2 separate regions of the Mus musculus genome follow, and region 2 is linked to region 1. The links are chromatin contacts, called in public HiChIP or PLAC-seq maps. All regions are on one chromosome and are shown on one strand. The core of a region is the stretch at or near the end of the contact, and the rest is flanking DNA. Distances in the headings are between cores, read along the strand shown. Region 1 overlaps Ttyh2 (tweety family member 2). Region 2 holds the start of Dnaic2 (dynein, axonemal, intermediate chain 2).

What was found. HiChIP or PLAC-seq counts read pairs in DNA pulled down with a chosen protein or histone mark.
Region 2: an H3K27ac HiChIP or PLAC-seq map of embryonic stem cells shows a contact between it and region 1, with 20 read pairs. The contact joins the promoter of Dnaic2 here to the enhancer-like site in region 1. A contact is called at or near these places in 12 of 39 promoter capture datasets (the 3T3-L1 cell line, HPC-7-derived erythroid cells, the SN4741 cell line and 8 more), 1 of 15 datasets of contacts at CTCF or cohesin (large pre-B cells), 47 of 484 Hi-C or Micro-C datasets (the 3T3-L1 cell line, 3T3-L1-derived adipocytes, the Ba/F3 cell line and 24 more), 7 of 115 datasets of contacts at active chromatin or transcription factors (bone marrow-derived macrophages, embryonic fibroblasts, embryonic stem cells and 1 more) and 4 of 9 other capture datasets (adipose tissue, embryonic stem cells, liver and 1 more).

What each region holds. Positions count from the first base shown.
Region 1 is chr11:114,690,634-114,697,181 of GRCm38.p6, forward strand. Ttyh2 (tweety family member 2) reads left to right here. Exons shown (of 14, transcript NM_053273.2): 4 at 5,956-6,176. Among named protein-coding and RNA genes, the nearest start is that of Ttyh2, 18 kb to the left of the region's middle. Within about 2 kb of position 2,143, at least 35 of the 459 cell types and tissues checked have an H3K27ac peak or open chromatin away from gene starts, as enhancers often do. A contact at or near this core is called in the CH12 cell line, embryonic stem cells, liver and 3 more, where this site is marked.
Region 2 is chr11:114,725,977-114,732,473 of GRCm38.p6, forward strand. Dnaic2 (dynein, axonemal, intermediate chain 2) reads left to right here and starts at 1,443. Exons shown (of 13, transcript NM_001034878.3): 1 at 1,443-1,799.

The DNA.
Region 1 (6,548 bases), core at 893-3,392:
ACATGGGTTCTGGAGTTGTTCTGTTGTGATTGTGTTTAAAGCGAGAGGTCTCGCTGTGTAGCCCTGACTAGCCCGGCACCCACTGTATAGGCCAGACTCACCTGGAGCTTTCCATGATGTTCCTGCCTCTGTGTACCCAGGGTGGAAACACTGCCACCCTAGTGTGCTGGGCATGGGTTGGTTGAGACAGGGTCTGTATGTCTTGAGCCCTCTATTACTTCGAGGACGACCTGATGCTTATGTGCGTGTGTGCACCCCTATGCCTTGTATACGTTTGAACCTCAAGCTTTATACATACTAGGCAGTCGCTCTACCAGTTGAGCTATATCCTCAATCCTGAACATGGATTTTTTTTTTTAATGTTAGCTCTAAGTGCTTTGAATAGAGTTCTGATCCATATATCGAAAGGAGAGAACCTAGAGACCGAGCATGGTGGTAACAGGGTCTGCCAAAAAATAATTTTGTAAGTGATTTTAAAAAGTCTGTAGAAACAGTAGAAGAGCCCCTCAGCCCTGCCCCACCCCCACCCCACCCCCCCACACATACAGGGCTGGGAAGAAGCCTCATAAACCCAGCTGTGTGTCGGGACCGTGGGACCAGTGGCACTATCTCTGGGCTCATCTCTTCACCCCTGGCCCCTACCTGCCTGTCACCTTTGCAGAGTGCTAGCTAGTCTTTCCTGCTGATTTTTAAGGTGATCCCGTGACAGCTTCTGGTGCCTCCTGAGGACTCTGGTGGGGGAAGACCAGATGCATATTTCAGGGAAACGAGTCCTTGGGCATCTGACCCTCTCTGGACCAGGTCCCTCCAGAATAGCACAGGTCCCAGCAAAAGGCACATTTGATTTGCCAGCCCTAACTCGAGGAACTGGTGACCTGGCGTCCTCCCAAGGGAGGACTCAACATCATCTGACCCCCGCCCCCACCCCCCAACATGCTCCTTTGAGCTCCTCTGGGGATCTAATCCTTCCATCAGCTCCTGGGGGTGGGGCAGGGACAGGAACTCTCACCTAAAAAAAAAAAAAAAAAAAAAACACAGGCTGTGGTGCTTCAGATGTGCACTGCTCAGGATTTGTGGGAGCTGGTCCCTGGGAACTCTGTCCTGATGGGGGCCAAGTCCCCAAGGACACCTTCTGTTTATTTGGTATTACCCTGTCTCTCTGTCCCTAGCCACCATCGGCCTTGGAAGTGGGAGAAGCCCGCATGCTGGAAAGCCCCAAAGCTATGACCTTCACTGTTGGGAAAACTCTAGTCTTTATCTCTGGGGAGGAACTTGCTGGTATCTAGGAACCAGCTCTAGGCTCCCTGCCCTCCTGAGCCAGGTTTGAACACTTGGCTGTGTGACCTTACCCTCACCCTGTCCCTGGAGACAGCCCCTTACCATCTGGCTGTTGCTGCAACGTAAGATAATTGTCCTGGGGCTCCTTGGTGGGGCTGCCTGCTATGGTAGCATCTGCCCTTTTTATCTAAGAGGGTGGGGAAGGCCTCAAGATGGGTACCTGACAGTCTCTGGCCTGAGGCCTGCAGGAAGATGATAGATCCTTTATAGGGCCTTCCCCCCTCATCCAAGGGGTGGGGTCCAAATTGCAGGTAAATGGCTAAATGGCATCAGGTGAATTACCACCGGAGAAAGTGCCGGGTAAACTATAGAGTGCTCTCTCCCTCAGGAATTAAGATAATGGCGTCATTATAATAATTACTGCAATCACCATGAAGTGGAGGTGCTCAGGTTGTGGGAGGCTGTGGGTGGCAGAGTCAGGATGGAGACTCATCCAACAGCCCAGATCATAAAGCCAGGCCCTGATGGAGCCCAGATGTAGCAGCCATGGTCAACTAAGAGACCCTTCCAGGGCTGCCCCTAAACACAAAGACCAAGGACCCTCTGTATGCTCCTCTCTTGGCTAGAGACCCCCACCATCCTGAGCCCATAGTAGGCCTGTGGGAAACTGCTGGGTGGAGAAACTGAGGGAGGAAGAACACAAAGCCCAGTCCTTGGGTCCTTTTCCTCCCTACTACCTCCCTGAATCTGAGCCAGTGTTCCTCTTGACCCGGTCCACCCACACCCAGGACCTGGTGATCCCTCCCAGAGGTCAGAATCTCCCTGAGAGCTTGTTAGCCCCCGGGGCGCCAGGCCCGCCCTGCTGGGCTCCAGTTCATCTTCTGAGGCAAGCTGAAAATTTGCATTTGTAATGAGATCCTTAGCGATGCTGCTTGCCTGGGGACCGCAATTTGAAAGCTACACCCTTGTCCTTAAAGACCTTCCTTCTCTCTGGCCTGGGTGCCCACCTGGTGGAAGAGCTGAGCTGTTTCCTTCATCTTCAGCTCCCAAGAGAAAGCCACAGCCCATCTCCGGGGCATCACACCTGTCTTCTTGAAGGGCAAAGACTAGGACCCATGTGAGCAAGCACAGAGCTACAGGGAGGCCCTTGTTGTGATGTGCTCTAACACCTGTCTGTCTGTCTGTCTACCTAGCATGTATCTATCATCTCTTCCCATGAAACAATACCAGAAAGAAAAAAAAGAAAATGGACTTGACAGATGTTTTTTGTCTTGTGGCTTTGTTTCTCTTCTTTTTTTCTCTAGTTCAAGGTTCTACGATGTGACCCAGACTATCTTAGAACCTGATCCTCTAGCCTCAACCTCCTGAGCTTTCAGAATCCAGGCCTTGGACACCATGCCTGGCCTATTCTTCTCTAATTTTTGTTGTTTTGGTTTTTCAGCACAGGAAGGGTCTCTCTACGAGCTCTGGCTGTCCTGGAATTCTAAGTGTAGCGCATCCTGTGTTGTGTAGCCCAGGCTGTGTGTATAGCCCAGGCTGTGAGCCGCCACACCTGGCTATTCCTTACAATCTTAAATTCTCTGTGTTTTTTTCCTTGGGGTTTTGTTTGTTTGTGGGAGGCACTTATTTTCTTCATGTTTGTTTTTTGAGTCACAGATAGCTCAGGCTGGCTCCCAGTATAGCCAAGGGATGACCTTGAACTCTTGGTCCTGCTGCTGAGCGCTGGGACTACAGTGTTCAATACAATGCCCAATGTGTTGGATGCCTTGGCTCTAAGTCAGGACCTCGTGCCGGCTGGCCAAGCATTCTATCAAATGAGCTACATGCTCATTCTCGGCTCCTCTTTTCCTTTTGTTTTGTTGGTTTTCGTTTTTTGAGACATTTTTTTTTTTCTGTGTAGTCCTAGCTGTCCTATAACTCATTCTGCAGAGATTCACCTGCCTCTGCCTCCCAAAGCTGTGTGCCCCTCCACCTCCAGGAAAGGGAGGACTTTTATTTTTGTTTGTTTTGGTTTTTGGTTTTTTGGTTTGTTTTTTGGTTTTGTTTTGTTTTGTTTTGTTTTGTTTTTTTTGAGACAAGAGCTCATCTGTGGCCCAGTCTGGTCTTGACTTCAAGGTAATCCTCCTGCCTCAGCCTCCCAATTATTAGGATTCTACAGGCACGAGCCAGCAAGCCCAGTCATATCTGTCTCTGTCTTGGTGTCTCTGAATCTGTCACTACCTCCTAAGAACCCAACAAAAGCCAGAAAACGGAAGAGGTGCTGACACCCACGGAAACAGGGAGCCATGGTTTGTTCTAGAATCAGGAAGTCACCCTGTAGGGAAGGCATGAAAAGCCGCAAGATTGATGTGAAGTTCCCATGATTCCCCGAGCTCAGACCTCTCTCCTATGGGCTTCGTTGCTGTGCCCTCCTCCTCTGCCCCTCTGCAGGGATTTTTCTCTTGCAGGCTGGGGGAGCCAATGTTGTAGAAATTTTTAATCCCTATCCAGGGTTTCTACCCTGCCTTTGACCATTTAGTATCTGGATAAAAGACACCATCTTTATATTTACAATAACCCTTAATCAGCATAAGAGTTGGACAGATATCTACCCTCTATCCTATTAGAACCTACTTTCCAATTGATGACTTAATAACTGGGTTATTACTTACTATGTCTCATCTGGGCAGCTCTTCACTCCAATTGGCCCACCCTCAGGGCCTTGTTTTCATGACTCACCTAACCCATGGCTTCTGGCTCCGCCTCAAGCCAAGGCTGCTGGGGAAGGATTAACAAGGCATCCTGTCCTTCTTCCAGCGGTTTGTTTATAACAGTGTCAAAGCAGCAAAGCCAGACCCTGGTAGCATAGTCCTGTTAGTCCAGCTATTCCAGAGGCTGAGGCAGGGTGATCTCAGATTCAAGGTCTACCAGGACTACAGAGCCATTTCCAGGCTAGCCTGGGCAATTAGTAAGACCCTGACTGCAAACCAAATAAAACAGAAACAAAGCTGTTAGTCTCTCAACTGCCGACATGATGCAGGCTCCGTGTGGCCAGGTGAGAGTGACCTTTGTAGGTTAAGCTGCCCCTTGCCCCTTGTTTAGGAGCTGTCAAGGACACCCTCGGCCACTTCCTTTCATTTCTGTCTGCATAGACAGATGTTGTTTTGGTTCAAGCCAAGGACAGGTGCCTCTATACCCACCTAGCAGGACAGACATCATGCGGGGTGGAGGACATGAGCCCAAGATAAAACACTGGTTTCCTCCTGTCCCAGGGCCAGGCTGGGAGAAGAAGACATTTGTTCTCTGTTTTCAAGGCCCCCTTGTTCCGCATGGACTTGTGGTTGGGACACTACAAGCTGATTCTAGCTGGGAGACAAACCCCCTCTCTTGTAGGGTGCCTGGGACTAAAGCACGAGGCAGCAGCCTGGAGCTCTGAGTCTTTGATGTTGTGATCCCAAGGGATTCAAACCCTGGGGGAAATTTCAGGGAAGAAAAATGGATTCTTTCCGTTCCCTATCTGGAGTCCAGGTTGAGCCTTCCTCTCTGAAATTCAGGAGGCTCAAGGTGTTTGGGATTTCAGAGTTTGGAGCTTGGGGTTTATATTTGGAATTATTTGTGTTGTTTCCTGCTAGGTTGTTAAAAAAAGTTGGGTTTCCAGATAAGAGGAACTCAGGCTGCAGTAAGGCTTGGAGATCCAAAGCCGGATGAGAGCCAGAAGAGGGCCGAATGTGACTGGGCTGTGTGTGTCTGTGGGTCAGCTTTCCCACACTATAACAAACCCCCAAGAGCATCAAACTTATAAAGAAAAAAGGTTCCTACTCCTGAAACCCCAGCGCTTGGGAAATGGATACCCGAGAATCAAGAGCTCAAGGCCATTCCCAACTTCATAGCAAGTCTGAGTCCAGCCTGGGCTGCCCGTCTCAAAAATAAGACAGTTTTTAAAATGAAAGTGAGAGGGAAAGGGAAAGAAAAAGGCGTGTTTTGGTTCAACCTGAAAGGTTTCCGCTCATGCTGGTTGGTCTCATTGGTTTGGAGCCTTTGAATTGAGAGGCCACGGTGGGTGAACCCACAGGACAGGCAGGGCTGCTCAGTGCACTGTATACAGAAGCAAAGAAAGAAAGAATTCCAGTGTTAGCCCGGTGGGCAGGGCAGTGCCTGCCTTTAATCCCAGCACTCGGGAGGCAGAGGCAGGTGGATTTCTGAGTTCGAGGCCAGTCTGGTCTACAGAGTTAGTTCCAGGACAGCCAGGGCTACACAGAGAAACTCTGCCTCAAAAAAAAAAAAAAAAAAAAAAAAAAAAACCAAACCAAACCAAACAAAACCCTGTCCCAAAAAAACCAAGAAAGAAAGGAAGGAAAGAAAAAGAAAAGCCTTCTTTGAGGAAGAGCACTCCTCGATGACCTGAAGTCCTGGTACAGCCCTAGGTACCGCTTAAACATCCTACCATTTCCCAGGATTGCCAAGCTTGTGCCTATGCCTTTGACATGACTCTTTTGGGAACATTCTAGACCCACATGATGGCAGAAGGCGACAAGATCTCTATCCTTAGCCACTCCTCTGGGAGTCTCGTGAGTTCTTGGGTCTGTGTCGGTATGGACCATCCCTTCAAACCCAGCTGGCCAATTACCACTTCTTCCTCCTGAGACTTTCCAGGGCTATCCCAGGGCCAGGCTCCTAGCCTCTTCCTTACCTCCCCAGGTGTCTGCAAACACCCAGAGGATGAAGGTAGACCTAGAACAGCACCTGGCCCGGCTCAGCGAGATCATTGCTGCCCGGGGTGACTACATCCAGACCCTGAAGTTTATGCAACAGATGGCAGGCAATGTCGTCAGCCAGCTCTCGGGGCTGCCCGTGTGGAGGGAGGTCACCACGCAGCTGACCAAGCTGTCCCACCAGACTGCCTATGTGGAATACTACAGGTGAGGAACCGGGTGAGGCGTGTGGGGCTACAGATGCAGACCCATCCAACCCCCCACTCTCCAGCCTCACTGTGTAACCTCCTAGGACAGTGAGGGGCTGAGGGGCTCCACCTCACCTGTACCCCATCTACTGTGTACTTTCTTCGGTGCTATGACTAAATATCTCGGCACAGATTTAAGGAAGGAATAGGAGTTTATTCTGGCTTACGGTTTGAGAGCGTGGTCCATCCTGATGTAGCAGCAGGCTCATGAGGTCCCTGGTCCCATCGCATCTATAGTCAGAGAGTGAATGAGGAATGCTAGTGTCCAGCTTCCTCCTTCCTATCCGGTAGCTCTTCCCGCCTGGCTTAGTGTCCTAGTTAGTGTTTCTGT
Region 2 (6,497 bases), core at 193-2,692, 35 kb after region 1:
AGAGAGAGAGAGAGAGAGAGAGAGAGAGAGACTGGGCCTGGTGTGAGCTTTTAAAGCCTCCAAGCCCACTCCCAGTGACATACCTTCTCCAACAAGGTTCTAATCTTTTCCAAAAAGCTTGTCCATCTGGGAACTAAGCATACAAATATATGAGCTATGAGGGTGATCTCATTCAAACCTCACAGGGGATGGCAGAGAGAGTGCCTTGCTAAAATCCCATGATAAATAAAGAACCAACCTCGGGTCCCAAATGCTCTTAAGGAACACCTCTGGGAAAGTATATACGGTTCTGTAGTTTTCTTTCTCTTTAAAAAATTATATTGTGGGCTGGAGAGATGGCTCAGAGGTTAAATACACTGACTGTGCTTCCAGAGGTCCTGAGGTCAATTCCCAGCAACCACATGGTGGCTCACAACCATCTGTAATGGAATCTTGGTACCCTCTTCTGGCATGCTGACAGAACACGGTACTAAATAAATAAATAAATCTTTTTTTAAAAATCATATTGTGTATGTGTGTGTTTGTGTGTGTCTTACATAGCACAAGTATGGAGGTCAGAGGACAACTTAGAGAATTCAGTTCTCTCCTTCACCATGTGTGTCTGGGGCTCAACCCTAGGTCATAGAAGTGGTAGCAAGCCCCTTTCTCTACTGAGCCATCTCACCAGTCCTAGATATAGGACTCTACCTCCCTTCTTTAATTCTTTTTAAATTATTGATGATGATGATGATTGTGGGTGTGCTACATGACACAGATCAGAGGACAACTTTGTGGAATCCATTTTTTCCCCCATTTTTATGTGGGTTCTAGGATGTGAACTCTGCTTGTCAGGCTTACCCAACAAAGTGCCTTGTACTCAGCCTGTCCATCAATCCCTCCCACATTTTCTCACTTCCTTGCCTCAAGCTCATGAGAAACACATCTCTCTTTGTGTCATTCATGTGTCCATCAGCTAGCTCATTCATTCATGCAATGAAACCATATTTACAACGTGCCAGCCGCATAGCTAAGCCATGCTTGCATGCATTGAGCCTGACCCTCAAGGAATTTCCATTCCAGAGATGAATTCAGAAGGGTGGTGGTGCAAGGGATACGTTAACAGAAGAGACCCGGACATTGTAGCAGTGACAAATCAGACATGATCCGAACTGACCCAGGTGCGGGGCTTCCCACGCTCTGGTCACTTTGATTGCGTTTTCGGGGGATACGGGAGTGGGGGAGGGACTTTGCTGGGTATAGACTGTAGACTTGGGTAGGCATTTTGGCAAAGCTTTGGTTAACTTTCCTCCACCTCTTCCGCAGACCTCCTCCAGAGAAGGAAGGAGAGAAGGGGGTGCTTCCGACTAGCGGGACCAGAGTCACGTGCTCCAGATCGCCTTCCGAACTGCCGGCGTCTCGGCCCGGCCAGGGTTGCTAGGCAACTGGTAAACTCCGCAGCTCCCAGCCGTTTAAGCTGCGCTGGAGCTGGGACTGGTCTTGGGCGCTTCTCCTGGGCTGTGTGGCAGGAGGTGAGCCAGGATAAGGGGCGGGCGTCCTAGAGGACGTCCAAGCCCGAAAGAAGACCTGGCAAAAAGAGGGAAAAGCTCTCGAGGGTAATAATCACCAACAGTGCAAGAAATCTCGGAGAACTGTCAGGTGCTGGAATCAGCTCATTCTGCTGCATTAATCCTCGCTGCCCTGAATATTCTTCAAGCTCCAGGACCTCCTCAGCCTCCAAGCACCTTGCCTTCTGCACTTCTCCACCAGGCCCTGACCCGGGCTGTGACCCGGAGTGGGCGGGACCTCTTTCTGGCTTTCAGGTGAATGGAACAAAATTTCAAGCCCAGGAAGGATGGGTTGTTAAGAAGAGAGCTTTCAGTTAAACGTAGGGAGGGGGATAGGGATAGGCCGGTAAACCCTGCACTCCTGTAAACTGATGCAGGAGGATTACCAAGAGTCAGAGAGCAACCTAGACTACTCAGTGCGCTCTAGGCCAGTGGACTCAGAGTGAGAGCCTGTCTCAAAGACTAAGAGAGGGGGCTGGAGGACTGTCTCAGCTGCTAAGAGTGAGTGCGCTCTTGCAAAGAACCGGGAGTTTGATTTCCAGCACCCACATCAGGTGACTCACAACCCCTGAAACTCCAACTCCAGGGGATTTGGCACTTCTGGCTTCCACCCCACCTGCACTTGTGTGCACTTACACACACACACACACACACACACACACACACACACACACACACACACACACGATTAAAAATAAAGTGAAATTAAGAAAAATAAAATGGAGGGCGTAAAATGGGAGATCACAAGAGTCTTGTGGACTGAGCACAGGTACTGTATGTAAATGCACCTTTTCTTTTGCCCCTCCATCTGGGAGTTGGCCTTTCATCTACATTTAGGGTCAGGAGACCATTTTCCTAACCTTGTCCAGAAGGTTCACAAAGACATTGGAAAGACACAGGAGCCCTTCCATCTGTATTCCTCACTCAAGCACGGCTCTACAATTCCAGGCACACAAGGGACAAAGGGTGACCCTCCTCCTGGCCCCCTTCCCATACTGACACCTCTGTTGCCTGCTATTTCCTGGCCCTTCCTCCCAGCTGTGTACCATGCTTTCCGCTCAACCACAAGGGGTTCTCTCTAGGAACGACTTTGCTCATTATCCTCGCCTGAGGCAAGTCTTGTTGTTTCTGTTGGGCTAGGGTGCAGGAAATGATCACATGTTTTGGTGTTTGGACCAGGGTATAGCGGTTCTTTGTGACCCTGGATTTGAGACTCAGTGGGGCTGGGTGTAGCTCAATGGTAGAGCACTGGCTGATATGTGTAAGGTTCTAAGAGTCCATATTTAGCTCTGTGTGTGTGTGTGTGTGTGTGTGTGTGTGTGTGTGTGTGTAAGAGGGAGGAGGAAGAGGAAGAGAAAGAGAGAGAGAGAGAGAGAGAGAGAGAGAGAGAGAGATTATGATACTGCATGCTTCTGGAAGGTTCCCACGGGGGCAATGTTCCCCTGAAACTCCCAAGCAACAATACTCCTGATGTCCCCTTGAAGACACCCTGCTCAGACCCTCTTTGGGGAAGCCTCACCCTGGAGCATTTGTCTTCCAAAAGAGGAGAAAGAGCACTCTGACACTCTTGGCTGACCTAGCCATTTATCTTTGCACCCTGTTAGCTTGTGAGAAAAGAGCCTGCTCTGGGGCTTTGAGTATGCTGTCTTCTTGTCACCAGGCTAGCCTTTAAATGTCCCCTCTGTCTGCCTCCAGACACAAGACAATGCCTCCGTTCTCCACGAGGGCTTGGCCTCGGGAAACACCAAGTAAGAAAGCAGAGCTGTTAGAATCGGAGCGGGACTGAGGAGGCTGGTGTTTTTCTTTCCGGAATTTTCTCATTCTCTTAAGTGTCCCTGTGTCCTTGGGAGCCAGCTGTACCACAGCAATTGGAGATGGAGAGAGACAGCCCCTAATTGCCTGCATCCAACTGCCAGGTCTGTGGTGGAAGACAGAGAGAACTTAATCGACTTTACATTCTTTCTTCCAAGGCCTCAATTCTGTCCATACAGAATGAAGACACGGGGGGGTGGGGGTGGGGCACCCTTATGCAGACTGCTTCTTTGCCAACCCCTCTGCTCTCTGAGCCATCTCTCCCAACCATAAGGGAGACTTTCTAAACACGTATGATTTGGGTTGGCTTGGGGGATGGCTGGAAGCATGCTTTTATTGTTTTTGGTTTTTTGTTTTGTTTTTTGTTATTTTTGAGACAGGGTCTTCTGTAGCTCAATCTAGTCTCAAACTATGTAGATGGAGCTAGCCTTAACTTATCTCAGTCTTTTTGCCTCTACCTCCCAAGGCCTGGGATTACAGGCATCAATAGCCATGCCTAGCAGGTCATGCTGCCTTGAAGGAACAATGTATGGATGCCTGGGGAGTTAACCTCACCTCCCCCCTTCTCAATCACCGCTGTTCCAGCTGTTCCCCCCCCCCCCACCTGCTTCTTGATGGATACACTCAGCTCTCAGCCCTTCAGCCTTAGGACTCAGTGGGTGGAGCCATGGCTCAGACTCCTTATGGCCATGGAGCCTTGGGATACCCAGTGATCCCAGCGCCACCTGCTGAAGAGTCCCTCCCTCCCTGCTGCACCCCTTGGTGGTTTGTCCGAGATCAGCTGACCATAAGCCTGCCCTGCAAGTTTATTCCCATTGATCACATGACTCTTTGCATCAGGAATCACTGCCTTCATTACTCGTGGTTTGATTGACTGCAAGTTTATTCCTATTGATCACATGACTCTTTGTATCAGGAATCATTGCCTTCATTACTCGTGGTTTGATTGACTGATTGATTATTGATTGATTGATTGACTGTTTAAAAAAAATTTTTTTTTGAGTTCAGGTTTCACCGTGTAGCTCTGATTAGTCTGACACTCATTCTGTGGATGAGGCCGGCCTAGAACTTGCAGTGATCCTCCTGCCTCTGCTTCTTCAATGCTGAGATTATAGACACCACTGTGTCTAGCTCGTACTTGGGTTCAACTGGCTGTCTTCCCTCTCTTCCCTTTCTGTATGTGTGTCTGTCTGTCTGTCTTTGAAATGGGATCTTTTCATTTAAAAAAAAAGGTTCTTAATATTCTTAAAATGTTTCTCTTATGTGTATGAATGTTTTACCTGCATGTATGTCTGGTACCCTCAGAGGCCAGAAGATGGCATCAGATCAGCTGGAACTGGAGTTACAGACAGTTGAGAGCTGCCACGTGGGTGCTGGGAACCAAACTCCTCTATGCAAGAGCAGTCAGTGTGTGCTGTTCACCTCCCAGCCATCTCTTCAGCACCAAACAGGAGCTGTGTAGCTCAGGCTGAAGTCCATAGTTCATAGTATAATGCTCTAGATGGCCAGACCCTGTATTCAGTCTCCTAATGTGTGGGGTCAGAAGGATCAAGGCCCCTTTGTGTGAGTTGGAAGGCAGTAGGTCTTCTTAGGACTTTGATAAGGAGTCCCTTTCTCACAGTGCGTTTGCACGCTAGCCCCTTTACAGAGTTTTTGCAGCTGCAGGTCAGCTCTGGAAAGTAAATGACCGGGCCAGGGACACACTGACGGTGGAGGCAGGGCCAGATCCCAGGGTCTCGCCACACTCCCTTACAATTATTATTTTTTAACTGGAGAGAGAGAGAGAGAGAGAGAGAGAGAGAGAGAGAGAGAGAGGTGCATATGTGGAGGTTAGAGGGTAACTTTGTTGGAGACATTCCTCTCCCTTCCAAGCAAATGCATTCCAGGGATTGAACTCAGGTCATGAGGACTGTTCTATAAACATTTTTACCTGCTGAGAGATCCAGGTCTCTCTCATCTGTGTCCCATGTGGTTTAAGTCTTGAGTGTGCTGGTGGGTTTAGCTCAACCGTCATCAAGATTGCCTCCTGCCTCTACTAAGTGTATTGATTCCATAGAAAGTGTGCAATTTTGTGGGTAAGAGTTTTGAAGCCAGGCAGCCCAGCTGGCCTGCTTGTCAGCTGTGTGATGCCTGGCAAACCACCTAAAGATAGGAATGTTCCTCAAGTAAAATGGTGATCTCATTGCCCGCCTGAGAGGGTACGAGCAAGAACCAAACAGTATAATTTGCACTTAGCATACACTCGGCACTTAGGTAAATTCAGTGATTTTTGTTTGAGGAGATTTTTGTTGTTTCTGTTTCTTTAAAGACTTATTTTCTTTTTCTGGCCATGGAGGCTCATGCAGAGGCAGGTGGATCTCCAAGTTTGAAGGCAGCCTGGAGTACATGGTTAGTTCCAGGCCAGCTAGTGAGACCCTGTCTCAAAACCAGATTTATCTAGCTGCATGTGTGTGTGTGTGTGTGTGTGTGTGTGTGTGTGTGTGTGTGTGAGAGAGAGAGGGGGGGAGGGGGAGGGAGAGGGAGATGGCATATACTACACATTCTCACAGAGGCCAGAAGGTGGCACCAGATTCCCTGGAGCTAGAGTTACAAACATCTGGAGATGCCCAACTCAGGTCCTCTGCAAGAGCAGCAAGCGCTCTTAGCCACTGAGCCGTCTCTCCAGGCCATTTTCGATAACGTCTCATTATATATCACAAGCTGCTTTCAAAGCATAGAATGGCCTTGAACTCATGGCAATCCTCCTGCTTCAGTCTTCCAAGGGCTGGGAGTACAAATGTAAACCATCAGAGGTTTTTGGTTTTAAGTGTGTGTGTTGTTTGTTTTGCTTTTTTGTTTTGTTTGTTTTTCGAGACAGGGTTTCTCTGTATAGCCTTGGCTGTCCTGGAACTCACTCTGTAGACCAGGCTGGCCTCGAACTCAGAAATTCGCCTGCCTCTGCCTCCCAAGTGTTGGGATTAAAGGCGTGCGTGAGCCACCACTGCCCGGCCATTCGTTTTGCTTTTGTGTTTTATGTCCTGTGGTTTGTGTTTTGAGACAGGGTCTCATGTGGCCCAGGATGGCTTAGAACTTTCTGTGTAGCCTAGGATGATTTTAAACTCTGGATTCTCCTGTCTCCACCTTCAGAGTGCTGGGATCACA